Regions from separate parts of the Hordeum vulgare genome. Here region 2 is linked to region 1. The links are chromatin contacts, called in public Hi-C maps. All regions are on one chromosome and are shown on one strand. Each heading gives the region's core, a stretch centred on a gene start, on an enhancer-like site or on the middle of the called end of the contact. The rest is flanking DNA. Distances are from core to core; before and after follow the strand shown. Region 1 overlaps LOC123401218 (putative elongation factor TypA-like SVR3, chloroplastic). Region 2 has its middle 7.2 kb from the start of LOC123406098.

The links. Hi-C and Micro-C count contacts between places; a contact is called where the count stands out from the background.
Region 2: a Hi-C map of leaf shows a contact between it and region 1, with 6 times the contacts expected there. The contact joins two enhancer-like sites. A contact is called at or near these places in 1 of 6 Hi-C or Micro-C datasets (leaf) and 1 of 1 datasets of contacts at active chromatin or transcription factors (embryo).

What each region holds. Positions count from the first base shown.
Region 1 is chr6H:299,955,571-299,959,050 of MorexV3_pseudomolecules_assembly, forward strand. It overlaps LOC123401218 (putative elongation factor TypA-like SVR3, chloroplastic), which reads left to right. Exons shown (of 14, transcript XM_045094957.1): 14 at 1-60. Among protein-coding and RNA genes, the nearest start is that of LOC123401218, 39 kb to the left of the region's middle. Within about 2 kb of position 1,886, at least 2 of the 3 cell types and tissues checked have open chromatin away from gene starts, as enhancers often do. A contact at or near this core is called in leaf, where this site is marked.
Region 2 is chr6H:300,130,469-300,133,948 of MorexV3_pseudomolecules_assembly, forward strand. No RefSeq gene overlaps it. Among protein-coding and RNA genes, the nearest start is that of LOC123406098, 7.2 kb to the right of the region's middle. Within about 2 kb of position 1,548, at least 2 of the 3 cell types and tissues checked have open chromatin away from gene starts, as enhancers often do. A contact at or near this core is called in leaf, where this site is marked.

The DNA of each region.
Region 1 (3,480 bases), core at 636-3,135:
ACTCAAAATTTTGCAATGAAGCCGTTATAGTAATCAAACTCAGATGTTACATATCCGTAACTCACGGACTAGTTGCTCTACATTCTTGCAGTACAGCTGTTACTGATACCTATACTACGCGTCTGCACGTACGCTTGTCTAGGGGCCAGTTCTTTTGCTGGCTTATTCTAAAACTTGATTAATAGGCTTCTAAAAAAATATTCCAGCTGTTACAATTTTTTTAAAGTCTATTATTTAAGGCTTGACTAGTAGGCTTCTAAAAAAAATATTTTGGTTTATTCTAGAAGCTTAAAAAAGCCATAAAAAAACTGACCCTAAGCGTGTGGTGGCAAGCTCGCGCGTTGGATCTTTTAGGACGGGTGTGACCTATCGGGTTAAATAAGCGTCAGAATATATTCTCTGCACTTACAGTGTGCAACATATGTCAGGCCTTGACCACAAGACCCCACCTGGCGGGAAGGCGACCGGCGCACGGGTGGGCTGAGCACGCAAGGCCAACCCGCGTTACTTCGGTCCACAGTGGGCGCGTCCGACCTGTGACGGAGATATAGCCCTAGAGTAGGGTCATAGACCTGACCTATACGTCCTATCCGAAGGCACCTCATTATTAGTTTAAGGATTACAAGGGAAATTCCTACTGGATCGCGACAACATCTAATCCACTCGATACGGATCCATTCAAACAAGTACATTCCATCCACTCGGATGACAGTCAACCACTCGACCGTATGACTCACTCGGGTATGCAAATACCAACAGTCGGCAAGGCAGTCGAAGCATAGAGGAGGTTCTGTAGTGGGCTGACATTATGACATAATGCCTCATCTTGTAACATAAGAGGTGAGGGGGTGGCGCATTCTATATAAGCCACCCTCCTCCACATAGCTAGGACCAGCTTCTTCTCCGCCTGCGGGCTCATTCTTTCTCTGGAGCTCTGGCTCTCTCTATACCATGTAACTCATGTCCATGACAGATAAAACTAAGCCTCTCCGGAGCACGAGACGTAGGGTTGTTATCTCCACCGTGAGAGGCATGAACTCGCTAAACCACCGTGTCACCCATTTGCATCCCGATAGATCATGCTCCTTTATCCTACCCCATTTCTATTGTCGAAATCGTTACCACGACAGTTGACGCCCACCGTGGGGCATGGTGTTTATCGAGCCATGATGCAAATGGTATTTTCTTCAATCTTCACTAACCCAAGCTGTTCTAGGATGATCTCCCGAAGATCAAACAATCATCATCAAATATTAGACTATGGGAGTCCCGGCCATCACACATGTTAGAGTTGTGTCGAATATTGTGTACAAGGTATGTTACAGTTGGACTTGTAGTTGTATTGTGTTTAGATAGGATATGGAGTCGTGTCCAAACATGACAACTTATATCCTAGGCCCCTCATATATAGCGGGGGTAGACACACGATGTAACATATGCCAACATAATAGCACAGGTGTGCATGGGGAGCCGGCGGCGTGTGTCGGTACCCAAGGCGCCCAGGGTGCGGTGTTGTGACGGTGTCACGGGGAGGAGCGCCCGTAGTCATGACTCGGGAATGTAGCCATATCGGTGAACCTCGTTAATAAATCTTGGTGTCGTGCTCGTGTGATTGCCTGGTCCTCGGATGATTGACGGAGTGCCTCGGTTTTATTCTAACAAGTGGTATCATGAGCAAGGTTACGAAGAGGCGACAGACTGTTGATTTAGAGGATGGAAGGCAATCAGAAGCGGTGGCTGCAGCCTGCAGGTCTTGAGCATCCAGGAGATTTCGCCGAGATCGGATGCGGCGGCGGTGCAACGTTCGTACAGTTGGTGTCCTCGATGCATAGCGAGCGAGCGGCCTGTGGCGCTGTGTGGGCTGGCCCTGGCGGGGTTTGGCTGATGCAGGAAAGCTGCTCGTTCGTGGCAAGTCTGGCCGAACGCGCGTTGCGACGAGGGGCAAGGTGGACAGAGCCGTGGAAGCTGTAGACGACATTTGTTTTGGATAAAAGGAGGACTGAGTCCTGGTGCGACACGGACAGAGGCAGTCAGATCGAATCGAGCGAACAGAAAATCAGCATGGGTACCGAACCATCAAGGAGAGCAGGGCAAAGCAAAGCTAGCATTGGTCCGTGCCTAGCAGGCAAAATATTGAAGCAACAGTCGAGAAGGTTTTTTTGGCAAAGCATCAAGTGCTAGTACAGGAGCTCTCGTGAGTAGCAAAATTCAATCAATCTTTGATCTGGTGTTTCTGCTGCTTGCACACGAGAAGTGTACCAGGGAAGTTTGTGCTTTGCTATGTGCACATGGATTGCAGGGCATCATTTGAAGCTTGGATATAATTCTTTCAAAGGGTCGGTCCTACAAAGAATCATGGTGCCAACGGGTACCAGGTTTGAGGTGAAGAAGTTTGACGAAACTAAAAACCTTGGGTTATGACAGACAATGATGAAAGATTGTTGGCGCGACAAAGATGCTTGAAGGCGTTGCAGTAAGTCATGTCAGCTAAGATGGAATTATCATGTGATGGATGGAAATTCGTGGAAGATAATTTGCGAGCCTGGAGTGTGTCATCCAGTTGGACGATATCGGCTGTGTCAGACCAGAGTCTGACGGATCGACGCAAGTCGGTTGGTACAGAAGACGGTGGTGGGATTGGCGACGGCGACGTAGGAGCATGATGCTGATGGTGACCGACTTCTGGGCGTGGAAACACGTGGTGCATGCCTGGTGGCTTGTGCGGCTTCAACAAGACTATGGCGCGGGGTTGATTCAAGGTGGTGTACACACGGATCTTGAAGTCGACGGGGCGCATGGGTGGATTGATCATCTACCATGGAGTCATGTTGAAGGTGGATATGGAGTCTGGAGGACTTCACTCACGGAAAAGCGAGTGACACGTGGTTTGGACTGGAGCTCGGTGGTCTGATGGAAACGTGATACTCGTCATCGGTCGGTGATGATCGGTGGTACTCTGCACTAGGGGTTGCGTGGTGTGGGTTCGCGACCCTTGAGACTCGACCGGGACAGCGGAGGCTCGACGCGATAGTAGCGGCGAGGCGTGCGGTACGCACGGGACATGGAGACGGGCTAGGGCTCTGGTGGTCATACATGTGGTGAGACAACTGCGAATTTGACTCGGGGTGACTACAAGCAATGGTGAAATTCCTTCAAGTTTCAGACGGGCGGTCAAGGAAGAGCGGTGATGTTGATTTCAGGTAACTCTTATGTGCGACACCCAATATGAGTTGTTCACTTTCACGCAGGTCAGTGATCGGTGTGTGATGGTGTTGGATACTCTGGAAGTTGGGAGCGCAACTAGAGTAATGTGGAGCTTAATCTCGTTCGAGCGTTGACTATGGTCAGGAAAAGAAGGAACTACAAGTTGCAGGTGGAGTCACATGGAGTCTTTGTAGTAGCAACGGTGCTCATGGGACAAGTTTAAGTCCAATGTGTTGGAAATATGCCCTAGAGGCAATAATAAATTAGTTATTATTA
Region 2 (3,480 bases), core at 298-2,797, 170 kb after region 1:
TTACCATGATATGTTTTTTTAGTTTAACCTTGTAGGATATGTTGTTCAATTTTGTATCAGGATATGCCTTTTTGGTAGTATGTACAAACAGACCCAAAAGATGATCGTGACATTGGTTTTTTGCTAAAACATTACATCAAATATAAGGCGAGCACCTCCAATAAGCTAGCAGCAGTCCAATGAACAACCAAATCAGTGCATAAATTTAATCAACTAATTTTCACACACATATATATCTTGCTTGTCAAATTACCAAACCAATGGAAATAGAGCATTGAAGGATTCAATGTAGGAAAATAACTATCCAGCTCTCTCCTACTAAAATGGTAAATCATGTTACCATCACAGCTAATGTTCTGATCGAACACCTCGAAGGAGGCTTAATCACATGCATGATTTTGGTCAGAACCACTATGTCAATGTTGAAACCGTGGAATGCAAAGAGCGTGCATATAGATATGGTATTATTAATTCTCACTTGTACGTATACTGGTGTACTATCACAAGCTTTATTATTTCACATGACTCGGGTACTCTATCGCAATAGAATGACTGTTATGCTCTCATTCCAGTACCTACCATGTCCAGAAAAAAATGATTTGAACTTATTCGATCTCACCTGGAAAACGATCAGTCTAGGTTGAGAGGAGACAATATTTTTACATCACGACATAGGTTAGTAATTTTCAGCAAGTTTAATGGCGAAATGATATTATCAAATCAAATGGTTACGCTTTTCCGGCGTACTAACCATCATGGATTAGCAGAACTGGAATACATCGACCGAGGTGATAAACACTTCACTTAATATACTCCCTCCGTCCGAAAATACTTGTCCTAAAGATGAATAAAATGAATGTATCTATAACTAAAATAAGTCTACATACATGCATTTCTAGGAAAAGTATTTCCGGATGGAGGAAGTATTATCTACATGAAAGTGTGATACAATTAGAATTGTCTAATTTCTTATTTTGGTAGATTTGTGAAGACTTTACATTTTAGATGACTAAAAGTTTTAGAAAATAGTAAGAATCCGAGAATTAACAAAATGAATAGCCCAGGCTCTAATTAATTAATACAGACATTGCAAGAGTAACATGTTTAATGACTATGATTGTTGTTCATATGCACCTTCTCTTTTGCCATGCACCCAACTTCTTGCCGCATGCGTATCCAGGTCGTTACCATCCACAACAAGAAGCTACGCAGCAAGGGCGCGTTCTCGCGTATTCTACATAGGCAAACGGCACTGTTCGTGCGTGGATGTTCGCGCGTGGATGGGCCGCAGGGTAGCGCTCCCGTGCATGGATGGGCACGCGACGATTGAATTTTCTGGCCATCTCAGGTAGGCCCGAGCTGAAGCTGTGGCAGGGTCGTTTCGAGCACGGCAGGGACGTTTCGTGCGTGTGTCAGGTGCGTTGCGTGTGGGCGTGAGAGATGGCTATGGAGCCTATTTTTTGCTGCGCCCGGTGCACTGGTCTATGAACTGTATTAAACTCTGACTTGTCCTTGCGGTGTGGTGGACGCAGCTCATATAGCAGCCGTTGTATTGCGTCCAATCTCCTTCTTATATACGTCCATCGCTCTCATCCTGTGCTCCTCCTTCCGCCTTGCTCCACCCGCCGTTATCTCCACCGATTCGGTGCTAGCCGCCAGCACCGAGCCCTGACATCAAAGGGAGTGCTGCATCTCCACAGCTGCACCGGCAACCCCGGGAAGAGCTCAAACCGCAGCGCTGCTCCACCGAACCGGCGTCGTCACCGGTGAGTCCCTGATCCAATCCAGGCTCTCTCCCCTGTTTGTCTATATGTTGGTTGTGCCTGGTCATGCTTGCCCCTCGAGTTTGTCATTGGCAAGGAAGCCGCTGGTGGAAGTCCACTCACCCTGTCCATTCTTTACTCCCTCTCTTCAATAAATCTCTGAATCTCCATGGCTAAGGCTTGGCCCGCCCTCAGGTGAGGCGGTGCTGGAGTTCAAGGTGATTGAACGCCATGACGGGGACACAGATCGGCAGTCGGTGGCCCGCTGATCCTAACCCCGTCAAGTTCATGTATGTGCTCTCTTCTTCTCCTTGCCCCTCTTGTTATTTTCTTTATCAAGTTCGATTAGAACAACCTCTTTCTTAATTGAGTGAATATTCTTTGTGTGGCTTCTAGTGTTATCCTTTTACTTCCTTCAGATATATTATAAACATTCAGATAGTTGTTCTTTTGTACAATCATATAACAAATGCTACATTTCTCAGTTAACTGACGCTCATAAGGTGTTTGTTTTTATGTCTGCAATTCCTTTTTCTTCAGAAAACGCACTGCTCGGTTCATCGTCAGCCTTGGATCGTTGTTTCATCTGCTTAGTGGATCCTCTCTGTCCTTCAGGTATGATTTGCATCGATTTTTCGTTAGAGAGTGCCCGCTCCATACGAGGCGGCTCTGGAGAGATATTTCTTCTGGCTACATGATGCATATATCGGAGCTGAGAGGGCATTGGATTGAGTGTATAAAATAGCTGTAGGAACCATTTAGGGGCCTCACCGTGAACAATGTTCATAACTCTACCGCTTCTAAGTTACTACGTACACTTCATTCTCTGTTCTATTTGTGAGTCTGCATTGCTTCAGTCAAGGTGAACAACTACCAGTAGTTTGATTATTTGTTGTACGGTATCTTCCAATCACAAAAGTGTCAATTAACTTGTCTACCTTTCAGTTATGATAGTTCTATTTTTTTGTCAAGTGTAGAGTACTTTGTTTATAGTTTATGTATCCAGCAAGTGTTAGCTTCTGTATTTGTTGGTGTGAAATTGTGAAGCAGCAGGCTGAAGGTACCATCTTCAGTATTGAGATATTCATTGCTGCCGCTCGTTTAACTTTGCCTGTTCCGAATGCCGAGTTCCTCAGTGTTATGTATCTTTTAACATATATGACTGTATTTGAAGCAGAAAATAATGAGCTGCAGGCTACAGAGTCAAGGGATTGGCATTTTCTGACCTCCTTGGCTAACTGCAGCAGCCTATCTGTTGTAGATATTCAAGATAACCTCTTCACAGGAACCATACCTTCAGATTTCGAAAAGCTATCCACCCTAAGAAAACTGTTTCTATTTCAGAATAGATGCCAAGGGAAGATTCCATTGTCACTAGGCAACATGTCACACCTATAGATTTCAGAATAGATACCAAAGCTTGCGTTATAGGAATAAGAAAACAAACACATATACAATAACATAACAAATTTCATAAGGAAGTGATTGTTGCTGAATATAGCATGTGGTTGTCATGATTTACTTGGTCACAAAATTAGGCCGTCTGCTGAACTTATGTTACATTATATTTTCTCAGGAATTGGTATCATCGGTTGATAATCAAGTTTGGCTCGTTGTTTCATGTGCTGACCATATTTACTCTACAACTAAGGTGCTCTTTCCACTCTTTTTATCTGCCTTGAGTTGCTTCTGCTTACCTTCTATATACTTGTTTCCA